Regions from separate parts of the Mus musculus genome. Here regions 1, 2 and 4 are each linked to region 3. A link is a contact called in public HiChIP or PLAC-seq and promoter capture Hi-C data. All regions are on one chromosome and are shown on one strand. The core of a region is the stretch at or near the end of the contact, and the rest is flanking DNA. Distances in the headings are between cores, read along the strand shown. Region 1 has its middle 8.5 kb from the start of Gm30088. Region 2 overlaps Cenpf (centromere protein F). Region 3 holds the start of Kctd3 (potassium channel tetramerisation domain containing 3). Region 4 has its middle 11 kb from the start of Gm30088.

The links. Promoter capture Hi-C pulls out the DNA fragments that hold promoters and counts their contacts. HiChIP or PLAC-seq counts read pairs in DNA pulled down with a chosen protein or histone mark.
Region 1: a promoter capture Hi-C map of the SN4741 cell line shows a contact between it and region 3, with 4 times the contacts expected there. The contact joins the enhancer-like site here to the promoter of Kctd3 in region 3. A contact is called at or near these places in 19 of 39 promoter capture datasets (the 3T3-L1 cell line, 3T3-L1-derived adipocytes, the C10 cell line and 14 more), 1 of 15 datasets of contacts at CTCF or cohesin (the NIH/3T3 cell line), 6 of 484 Hi-C or Micro-C datasets (B cells, CD4 T cells, CD8 T cells and 3 more), 27 of 115 datasets of contacts at active chromatin or transcription factors (the 230-238 cell line, the NIH/3T3 cell line, the SCID.adh cell line and 19 more) and 2 of 9 other capture datasets (adipose tissue and embryonic stem cells).
Region 2: a promoter capture Hi-C map of embryonic stem cells shows a contact between it and region 3, with 5 times the contacts expected there. The contact joins the enhancer-like site here to the promoter of Kctd3 in region 3. A contact is called at or near these places in 21 of 39 promoter capture datasets (the 3T3-L1 cell line, 3T3-L1-derived adipocytes, the C10 cell line and 14 more), 2 of 15 datasets of contacts at CTCF or cohesin (both in the NIH/3T3 cell line), 18 of 484 Hi-C or Micro-C datasets (B cells, the G1E-ER4 cell line, bone marrow-derived macrophages and 11 more), 32 of 115 datasets of contacts at active chromatin or transcription factors (the 230-238 cell line, the SCID.adh cell line, SST interneurons and 21 more) and 3 of 9 other capture datasets (adipose tissue, embryonic stem cells and liver).
Region 4: an H3K27ac HiChIP or PLAC-seq map of T-cell acute lymphoblastic leukemia shows a contact between it and region 3, with 9 times the contacts expected there. The contact joins the enhancer-like site here to the promoter of Kctd3 in region 3. A contact is called at or near these places in 11 of 39 promoter capture datasets (3T3-L1-derived adipocytes, the C10 cell line, the HPC-7 cell line and 7 more), 1 of 15 datasets of contacts at CTCF or cohesin (the NIH/3T3 cell line), 22 of 115 datasets of contacts at active chromatin or transcription factors (the 230-238 cell line, the SCID.adh cell line, T-cell acute lymphoblastic leukemia and 16 more) and 1 of 9 other capture datasets (embryonic stem cells).

The regions. Positions count from the first base shown.
Region 1 is chr1:189,626,837-189,629,536 of GRCm38.p6, forward strand. No RefSeq gene overlaps it. Among named protein-coding and RNA genes, the nearest start is that of Gm30088, 8.5 kb to the left of the region's middle. Within about 2 kb of position 1,330, at least 32 of the 459 cell types and tissues checked have an H3K27ac peak or open chromatin away from gene starts, as enhancers often do. A contact at or near this core is called in the SCID.adh cell line and the SN4741 cell line, where this site is marked.
Region 2 is chr1:189,663,499-189,666,198 of GRCm38.p6, forward strand. The region is part of intron 10 of Cenpf (centromere protein F); the gene reads right to left. Among named protein-coding and RNA genes, the nearest start is that of Cenpf, 23 kb to the right of the region's middle. Within about 2 kb of position 1,448, at least 11 of the 459 cell types and tissues checked have an H3K27ac peak or open chromatin away from gene starts, as enhancers often do. A contact at or near this core is called in embryonic stem cells, where this site is marked.
Region 3 is chr1:189,006,411-189,009,110 of GRCm38.p6, forward strand. It overlaps Kctd3 (potassium channel tetramerisation domain containing 3), which reads right to left and starts at 1,430. Exons shown (of 18, transcript NM_172650.2): 1 at 1,120-1,430. The coding sequence starts at 1,202.
Region 4 is chr1:189,607,588-189,610,287 of GRCm38.p6, forward strand. No RefSeq gene overlaps it. Among named protein-coding and RNA genes, the nearest start is that of Gm30088, 11 kb to the right of the region's middle. Within about 2 kb of position 1,309, at least 45 of the 459 cell types and tissues checked have an H3K27ac peak or open chromatin away from gene starts, as enhancers often do. A contact at or near this core is called in the 230-238 cell line, the SCID.adh cell line, T-cell acute lymphoblastic leukemia and 2 more, where this site is marked.

The DNA.
Region 1 (2,700 bases), core at 80-2,579, 620 kb after region 3:
GGGGGGGGGGGCTCACACCAGGTATGGGATAGGTAGGGTCCAAGGAAGAGTGAGAATCCTTCAGGGAGGTGACAGCTTTGGAGTATAAACCATGTAATTAGGTTGGAGCGAATGTTCTAATGTTTTGTGAAATAAAATGTGTTGAAACACATTTGACCCTGGAGTCTACTCAAAAAAAAAAAAAAATTCCCTAAAGACAATTACATTGTTGTTGACCAATTACATAATTGAGTGTTTTTTAATTAACATTCAGCCATGGGCTGGTCAATACTTACTGAAGGTTTTGGTATGCTGGGGACTCTTTTGCAGGAAATATCAAATCTACAGAGAGCTTTGGGGTATGCCCCATGATAGTCCGGGTAATAAAACACGCGGTAAGACAATGAGAGCAACACGTGATGCACAAAAACTGAGTGATGTGGGCAGCGATGATTACTGTGTGGCCTGGAGTCCAAGCCCAGTGCGGTGGCACACACCAGTACTTAGAACTTCGAAGCAGGGAGATTGCCATGAACTTGAAGCCAGTTGTAGGCTACAGAGTGGGTTCCAAAGCAGCCGGGACCAGAGAGCGGCACATGCTCTCAAAATTACTTAAGAGCAGAAACCAAACCTAGAGCCATACATCCAATTAAGCATCGGTCCTGCACCAGAAAAAGACAGAGAAAAGGGAGACCGAGGAAGAATGGCTGGATTTGATGAGAGAGGAGACGAAGCATCCAAGATGGCGAGAGCCAGTGGCTACAGAAAGACACATTAGAATGGGGAAAGACCAAAGCCAACTGGAAACGGACACGGAGAGGGGCAGATGGAGTAGAGTGCAGAGGATGAAATGTTCAGTCCGTGGTAACTGAGGATGGCAAGGGATGAAACAAAGGCCGCAAGGCCACTTCCGGTTCAAGGTTGATGAAAGAACCTCTAGCCAACTGGAGGACGAGGGTGAGAGCTTGTCTCCTAGCAACCACTAGTAGACTGGTTTCCTGTCTCTCAAGTTTTCTCTGACAAACACTCATTAATGTATGATTTTTTAAAAATGTATAGTGGTATTGAAAAAAAAAAAAAAACAGCCTGTACAATGAAAGATTAAATTGGTATTTGAGACACAACTACGTTAGCATCACAGGCGACCCAGTCTCTAATTTGCCTAAAATGGAAGTGGGAGTGGATAATCCTGCACTCAAGAGAAGCTTGGTGTTTTGTTAGTTTGTTTTTCTTGGTGGAGAGTCAAAGCCATGCTCCGGATCAACAAGAAGTAAGTTAGCCTGGTCAGGAACCGATGAGTCATGGGTTCAGGCCAGGAGACGGGGAAAATGAAAGAGAGCCGGGTGGAAAGGAACAGAGAACCAGGGTCAGCCTGACAGCTGAGACGTCTCCCTGCTGATACAGGAGCCAGCTCCAGAGTTCGTACCCTTCACACCAAGAGACTAAACTTGAGTCTCTCGGAAAAGGGAAAATGGGGGTCACAGAAAAAGACCAGCTTCCTTTGTAATCGCCCTCCCTCTGCTTGGCTTTATTTCATGGGAGTGTTTGACCTCCCTGACATTTGGGGGGGGGGGGTGTCTCATGATCACATGTGCATTTAAACTCCATCAAGGAACCGTAAGCCTTTGTAGCAGTGAGGGTTATGTTTGTCTTGAGTCTCCCAGGCCCATCACCAACCTCAGTCAAGATTGATTATCATCAATTAACAACAAGTACTCTACAAGTCTCTGCTGTAAGCAGTAAAGACACATGGCAGCTCACAAGCAGCTGTAAATCCAGGGATCTGGTGCCCTCTTCTGGCCTCTGTGGGCACTGCACACATGTGGCACACAGACATATATTCAGGAAAAATTACTATACACAGAGAATAAAATAAATAAACCTTTAAGAACTCCCTGGCTTAATCATTTTAATTTTTATTTTTTGGATGGCCTAGGAACCTGTTGAAGTGGAAAAGATTTTGCTAGTTTTGTTTTTTGTTGTTTTGGGGGGAGAGGGGTGGGGAGGGGTGGGAGTTGTTCTGGCTTTGTTTTGAGGTAAGGTCTCTAATCCGGCCTGGTCAGCATGTGACTTGCTATGCAGACCAGGCTGGCCTTAACTTGTGGCCGTCCGTCTTCTTGCTTCTTGCTTCTGCCTCCTAAGCTACAGTCACAGGCATAATAAACTGCACGCCTACTTAAAGTGGGCAGTTTGATATGAAGCTAGAGAACAAAGATAATGCAAAGCGTGCATCCTTTTCAGACTTTAACACGGCAATAAGCAGAGCAGAGGATGATGGGAAGCCTGGCAAACAGCCATTCCCACAGGGCTCTGTGGTAAATACCTTTAATCCACGGCCAGGTCATGTAAGGTGGATTCCCGATAGCTCCACTACAGATGAAACTAATGCTTAAAGCTACGGTGAATCCTTGATCAGCATTTTCTTATTCTTTTTTTTTAAAGATTTATTTATTTACTTTATGTAAGTATACTGTAGCTGTCTTCAGACACCCCAGAAGAGGACATCAGACCTCATTACAGATGGTTTTGAGCCACCATGTGGTTGCTGGGATTTGAACTCAGGACCTTCAGAAGAGCAGTCAGCACTCTTAACCACTGAGCCGTCTCTCCAACCCCCCATTTTCTTATTCTTTTTATTCCCCTTTTAAAATTTTTTATTACCCCCCATTTTAAATTTTTTTATTACTATTATACTGACTTTAAAAACCCAGTAGTTTGGGC
Region 2 (2,700 bases), core at 198-2,697, 660 kb after region 3:
AAGAAGACATTTTTTGAATCTTAAAGAAACAATTAAGACCCATCCTTCAAAACCTCACTGCACTGTTAGAAAACAGATGGCCCTGGCGATGCTATATTGGAAGGCTGCCTTCAATTATCAGTCTGGTTACTACCAGCAGATGGGTACCCATGTAACAAAGCCAAATTCAAGAAGAGGGAGAATCTGGCTACTGGAAGTACTTGAAAACTTGCTGGCAGCTGCTGTGTTCATGTATATACATTCATTCCATCATTAAAATGAGACAGAGGCTGTTGATAGTATTACACTCTTGTCTCCTGTGTTCTGATCCTGTCTTGCTTACACTAGGAAATTGACTATGGAATTAAGATATCAATGAGAACTAAAGGACAGCTATAAAAGATCTTAAGACAGAGACATTAACCTGCATGCTAGTCAGTAATCAAGCTTGCAAGGAAAAATTCATGAAGGTGAAACAATGAAATTGATTAAAATTAGCATTAATAAACTAAAGAAATGTTATCACTTGTTTGTTCTGTAGACTAAGAATAATCACCCATCTAATGAGATCACAGATGTAAAAGAGAGAACACTTTATGTACTTTGACATGTGTAATGGGGCACTGTTATTAGTATTTCTTCCCCAAATCTAACAGTTACAAGATCATCAGAGTTGAATCATGTATTGATTTACTATTTTACAATCAAATCCAATCTGGGCCTTGAAAAGGAAGCTGGGAAGACTGTGCATGATGAATAGAATGCACCTCCACAGGGGGTGGGGGTGGGGCATTGGAGAGAGCAGGTACCACAAAGGAGGAGGGGTGGTTGTTATGTCTGCATGCCTGTCTTTCTGTGTCTTAGGCCCTAACTGCAGACATTTAAGAAAACAGCAAGCTCAATGAAAAGATTAGGGTGTCTTTCCCCATTCTGGCATTAGCTTTGTAAATAGTGGTTCCTAACGAAGGAATGTTCAGCCAATCCTGGGACCCAGCAGGCTTATAATGCTATGACTGCAACCAACCCAAGAATTTAAGAGGCCAGAATTTAGAAAATGAACATCTGAAAATGGATGCACAGGCTGCCATCCATCAGCAATTAGTTTTCCATGAGGCTACAGCCACTTAAGTCTTGATTGGGCAGCTCATTAGCAACAATGAGTTAAGCATACAAGGGTATATTATATTCTCCTAAGCATCTCTTCAGTTCTCACGTGATTTACAAAATTGGGCAGTACTCGGGAAAACAGCAATCTCTAGACCACAAGCCAGCACTTGAGCTTAGCAAGCAATCCCACCCAGAGCAACTTGGTTTAGGAGCAGCAAGGGAAGCATCACTTCCTCGGGCGAGACCAAACAGTGCGATCCAGCGATCGAGCGTGTGTTTCACGACCCCATCCATGAGAAGAGCTCAATATGTCCCCTGCTGGGAGAAGGCTCTCTATGTGGGAATGGAATGGATGCAAAGATGTGCCTTCTCCCTTCTACTCTGGCATTCTTGCCTGCCAGACCACATTCCTTAGAGGACCTAATACAATACAGATCCCCATGCCTAGAAAGTCCCCAAGCAAGCGTTTCCTCATCCTGCCTGTCAATGATGGCATTTTACTGCCAAACCCCAGTGCAATGGAAGCTGGCGCTCGAAGCCGGGTGAGCAGCTTATCTAATCCCCACATCACTTTGATACTAAATGTTAACTTTACCCTTGATTGGGCTATTAAATCACATTTCCAGCACTGATAATTTCTAATTGCGAGAAGTATATTAGTTTACTAAACACAGTCAAGGAAAATTTCAGTACAACTGTCACTTCATTTCAGCATCCAAAACCTAGAAGCATATTAAACTTGTTTGTGCTTACTTTATAATTAGATACAGAAATATGAAAATTCTCAAATACACTGTCTCCTGGCCATGACCCTTCTGGGCTGACACATAATTGCAAATAATTTTAATATCAAAGGTCACTGATATTTGTGAAACAAAACTAGCAAGCACATCCTGGACTTCCATGGTTTATTGGACATTTACATGCTGGGCACTGGGCCACATACTTTATATAAAAATGGACTTAATCATGAATAGCCTTGAAAGGAAGGGATGTTATTTGCATCTGTATGCAGACTAAGAAGGGATCACCCCAAGGTAACACAGTAGATGGTTGGCATCCAGATAGTTCTCACTAGAGTCACCAGCACTATAATCCCCACATCAGTACTACATCAGTACTCTCACTGACAAATCACTTCTCTGAACCCAACCACAGTTCAAAGTACAAGAGCCAGGGATGCCCTTTCAACTCTTACTGTGTCATCCCTAAAGAATACTCATGGGCAGACATAAACACGAATTAAGACGAATAGTAAATTTGTATCTTGGCCCTGTGCTGAGCACTTCTTACACATGACTATGTTCATTTGAATATGGTAGGTATGTAATGCAGAGCAGCCTGGAATTAGAGAAAGCACTATAACCCAGACCCTGTGGGGATAAAGTAAGCCTTCAGAAACACCTGCAAGACAATGTCCCTACTACTAAAATGTCCCAGCAAGTCATATCAAAGGTGTTTAGACTCTGAACCAGATGATAGTTCTACAAAATGTTTGAACGGGCAGCCAGTCAAGTCACAGGAGAGTTCCTGGCTAAAAGGGAAGCTCACAGAGGGAAGAGCTTCATGCCAGTCTGCCTGTGGAAATGTTAGCAGAAGCATCTGTTGGTTGGT
Region 3 (2,700 bases), core at 180-2,679:
GAAGACACACTATTTACACTAGATGAGGTCATTTGCACAGGACCTAGTAAGTATAAAATGCAGCGGAAGTCATTTGCATATGACCTGCTACTTAAGGAATGCACTAGAGGTGCAAGGTCTCCAACTGTTAAAACTTTGCTTTGGAGGTAAAAGGTGACAAAGCAGGAAGACCACCCCAAGTTCTCCAGCACTCAGAGAGCCCATTGTTTCACAACTGTTAATTTGTATTTTTAAATAACAAAAGTGTTACACGTTTAAAATCTTAAGACATTGAAAACTAGCCTTCCCAGGACAACAGAATAGCCTGCGCATTAGAACCCCCCTCTCCCTCTATTCTTACTATGCCTTAAACCCAAGCTTCCCTCAACTAGTAGGGGCAATATCCTTTTCTGAGAAGAGTCATGTGTAAGTCACGGCAAATACAAAAATGGGTTTTTGGTTTTGTTGCTTGTTTGGTTTGTTTGTTTGTTTTGCCAACAAACTTCCACTCCAACAAAATGGGAGTGGAAGGTCTAATAGAGACTAAAGACTCAACAGTCCAACCGGTTGCTCCTATGCAACAACTCAAGCCCTAGCACGGGAGACGACAACCAGCTGCAACGCTGACAGCTCGGTGTCAGCATGCCTCAACCCTCCAGAGGCCCCAAGTCACTTGGTCAGGCAGGCCCACCATGCCAACTGTGTTCCTGTGGCCTTACTTACACCATAGGAACCCGGGGGAATAAAGACTGAGTTTTAACAGTCTATACACTCGACCTGGAACCAGACTCTGAAGAGTGCATAGGGCTGCTTGGATCATGCAAAATTGTACCTACCTGTCTCCGGGTCCCCCACCTGGCCGTGCAGACGCCGCCCTACCCTGCAGTGGGTACCCGACCTGACCAGGTAGATGCCACCCTGCCCTGCGGAGGGTACCCGACCTGACCAGGTAGACGCCGCCCTGCCCTGCAGTGGGTACCCGACCTGACCAGGTAGATGCCACCCTGCCCTGCCGAGGGTACCCCACCTGGCCGTGCAGACGCCGCCCCGGCTGTAACACCTATCCCACCTAGGCTGGCACATGCCACTCCTACAGCAGCGGGCGTCCCACCCACTGTTCCCGCGCGGTCGCGGGCTCACCTGGTCCCCCCCACATTCAGCTGCACGATCTCCCCGCTGCTGGCCGCCGACGCGGCGAAGCTGCCGCAATGCCCGCCCGCCATGTCTGCGGCGGGAGCCGGAGCCAGGGCCGGAGCCGGAGCCGGAGCCAGGAGCGGCGGCTCGGCGGCCGGAGCACACTCGGAACGCCGAGCCTCCCGCAGCGGCCCGGCTCGCTCCAGCCTCCCCCACTACGTGTTCGTGGCCTCCGCCGCTCGTGGCTGGAGGCCGCCGGCCCAGCCCGGCCTCTCCTCAGAGCCCACTCGCCTCCATGGCGGCCGCCACAACCATCTGGAGGACGGGTCGCCGCGAGGGACAAAAAGCTGTAGCGCCGGCGCTTCACGCTTACGAAGAAGGAGTGGGCGGGGCTGGTGAGAGGGAGGAGCTCCTGGCGATGGGCGGGGCTGGACGAAGGGTCTTCTGCCACCGATGGCCTAGGAAAGATTTGCCCCTTGCCTCTTCACCAGCACAAGATTTAGGTAAAAAAGAAACTTTCGCAGTTATTCAGACTGATCTAAGTACACTCGATGAAAAGATATTGAACACCATACAGCGCATTACCTGCAAACTGCATAGTTTCCATGCCACCACTCCTCAGGGCAGGAGAAAGCAAAAACCCTGCTGGAGTGAGCGGTATCCAGCAACATGTTTCTAGATTGTACATACACGCACTTTTATTTTCTTTACTGATTGATTTTTGTTTCTCTCTCTCTCAGCATTATGCATTGGAGCACCAAACCTTAGCGATTTCGTGTGTGTGTGTGTGTGTGTGTGTGTGTGTGTGTGTGTGTGTGTGAGTGTGTCCTCCTGGGGATGGAATATGATGAGGCCTTGTGCTTGCTAGGCATCACTGACCTAAATGTCCAACCTCTAAATCATACTTTTAAAGAGTACTATGGCAATGGGATGTAGGTCAGCTAATGGAGACAGCACACTATATTTCAAAGATATCTAATTCAACAAGCTAAACTGTAAGCATTAAATGTCTAATAGTTTTCTCATAAAATTTAAAACTGATGAACTATAAGAGGATAGAAAACATCTTATCCTCATTAAACATTGCTTAATTTTGCTGCCAAATATGCCACTGAGATGATACACTTTCTCCAGAATTGATGATTTTTTTTTTTTTTTTTTTTTTTGAGACAGGGTTTCTCTGTATAGCCCTGGCTGTCCTGGAACTCACTTTGTAGACCAGGCTGGCCTCGAACTCAGAAATCTGCCTACCTCTGCCTCCGCCTGGCTCCAGAATTGATTTTTATAAAGGACAGCCACACCAGATGTGCTATCCTGTAACCTCAGCACTGTGGGGGTAGGGGGAACCAAGGAAAAAGAATAAGGAAGGGACTAGAGGCCTCCTCAACTACATAGAATTTGAGGTCAGCCTGAGATACAGAGACCCTGTCTCAAAAAGAGAAAGGGGAGGAAAAGAAGGTGGGAGGGAGGGAGGGAGGGAGAGAGGGAGAGTGTGAGGGTAAGAGAGGGAAGGAGGGGAGAGAGAGACAGAGACAGACAGAGAGATTATTTCTGGGGCTGGTGAGATGGCTCAGTGGGTAAGAGCAC
Region 4 (2,700 bases), core at 59-2,558, 600 kb after region 3:
AAATGAATGGCTGTTGTACTTTTACCTCCCTATTGTGTGCAGTAGTGCTCCATCTCCCTATTGTGTGCAGTAGTGCTCCATCTCCCTGTTGTGTGCAGTAGTGCTCCATCTCCCTATTGTGTGCAGTAGTGCTCCATCTCCCTGTTGTGTGCAGTAGTGCTCCATCTCCCTATTGTGTGCAGTAGTGTTCCATCTCCCTGTTGTGTGCAGTAGTGCTCCACCTCCCTGTGGTGTGCAGTAGTGTTCCTCCCTGAGGTGTGCAGTAGTGCTCCACCTCCCTGTTGTTTGCAATAGTGTTCCACCTCCCTGTTGTGTGCTGTAGTGCTCCACCTCCCTGTTGTGTGCAGTAGTGCTCCACCTCCCTGTGGTGTGCAGTAGTGCTCCACCTCCCTGTGGTGTGCAGTAGTGCTGCATATTTGAGCGCATTCAGAGGTCTGCGATGTATTTAATGATACACTAATAGGTTCGTGTAAGCACCTTCATAGACTAGCTACAATGGAAAGCTGCAGGATTTTTTAAAAACTGGTGCTGGCAATACTTAGACCAGCTCCTTCCAGAAACAGCAATGTTTCAGATGGGGGAGCACTTCCTCTTTGCCCCTCTCTAAGGTCTGCTAGGTTATGCACCTCCTCAGCTCCTGGCCAGTGAGTAGGTTCAATGCACAGAGCTGATGACAAGGGGTGGGGTGGGGAGGCACATGATGACTATTTCAAATCCTGTGCTGTGGGAAGAAAACTTCCCAGCGCCCTGTGGCCCATCCACCCCTCCGCTTTTGTTAGTCTCACTGTCCAGCATCAGCTATTGTCTGAGAAAATAGAGGAGGCAAGGATAGATCAAACTCCTTCTGATGGTAGTTTATAGTCCTGGGAACCTTTTTTTACAAACAAGGCTGAGAGGAGGCTTGAAGATTCAGAGCGAACACACTTGCTTCCCTCAGAGCAGACCGCGCGGCAACTGCAGGCATACTTGGGAAACTGATGCCAGGATTATCTTTCAGAAAAATTTTCCTGAACTTCCAAAGTAATGTTTGTTCTCTCAAACACAGTATTACAGGATTACCCAAAGCTAGTAATCTCACACCCAGCCACACATTCTTCTAAAACACCTTCCTGAAGAAACTAGATAGGATGTGGACTCTCAAGAGCATTGGGTTGCAAAGTTAACACTAAGACCCAAGTATTTGAAAGGCTGAAGGCACCTGGGGAAACCGGAAATGCAAATTACCCAAAGAGAACGCTCCGGGAAGGTGACACTTCTCTGTGGGGAGATCTGCAACTTGATACTATATTTCAACTTGATTCTGTTGTGGCCTAGAATGATCACCAGACCTGGGGGGAGGGGGGAGCAGTTCTCTCTCATTGCACCTGTGAAGGAAGCTGTGACCTCCGGGATTTCAGAGCTTTAGTTTCACGTTAGTCTTTTGTGGCTTACATCAAATGATTTCAGAATAATTTTGTTTTCTACAGCCTTAGTCTAAAAATAACGTCTAGTGTCTCACTGGTGTTTCTCATAACCTGACTGAGGAAAGCTGCTGTTCTGAAATGGAAACGTCAGCAATGGAAAAGTCCACCACAGAGTGGGAGAAAAGTCCCTGCTGGATAGTCACCCGACAATGGATTAGGGTCTAGAACATTCACAGCACTCTAAAAACAAAACATTAACAAAATAAGCAACCCACTTAAAACATGGCTATGGAACTGAGCAGAAAATTCTCAAAAAATGAAATGTTTTCTATTTTTCTTTGCAACCAAAGACATGTCAATAAAGTGGAATTTCTTAGAATTGTGTATACACTTTAAAGTTCTGTCTAGACACAGACAGCCACAGGCTGCTTGATGGCTTCCCTTCTGGCTTTGTGGTCTGCATCTTAAGATTTGTAAGGCTCTTATTTCAATCTTGCTTCAATCTGAACCTATTGATCCCAGCTCCCTTACTGCTTCTCAGTTATCTATGTTTCTGTTTCATTTTGTGTTTGGTTTTGTTAAACATCTGCTAAGCGAATGAAGAAACAAGCTGTGGAAAGTAGAAGAGGAATGGTACAGGCCACATACCTAATGAAGAACTGTGATCTAGCATATGTGTTTAAAAGAAATAAATCAATAAATAAAAATCCAAAGTCAGACGGAGCGAAGGAGTGAGAAGCTAAATCAAAGGTGTGCAGGTAAAGCCAGGAATGGCGGTGCATGTTCTTAACCCCAGCACTCAGGAGAAAGAGGTAGGCATGGTTCTGCTAAACCAGCCAGGTCTACAGGGCTCCAGGACAGTCAGAGCTACATGGTGAGACCCTGGTTTAAAATAAAGGGGGAAAAAGATGTGTAAATAATATGGATGATAGATAGGTAGGTAGATAGATAGATAGGTAGATAGATAGATGGATAGATGGATGGATGGATAGATAGATAGATAGATAGATAGATAGATAGATAGATAGATAGATGATAGGTAGATAGATATGGATGATAGATAGGCAGATAGATAGATAGATAGATAGATAGATAGATAGATAGATAGATAGATAGATAGATAGATATATAGATAGATAGATAGATAGATAGGCAGATAGATAGATAGATAGATAGATAGATAGATAGATAGATAGATAGATAGACAGACAGACAGACAGATAGATGAGAGAGAAAGAGATAGCTCAACCTCAATAGGTTCTAGGGAAATGCAAAGATATAATGGGATATATCACTA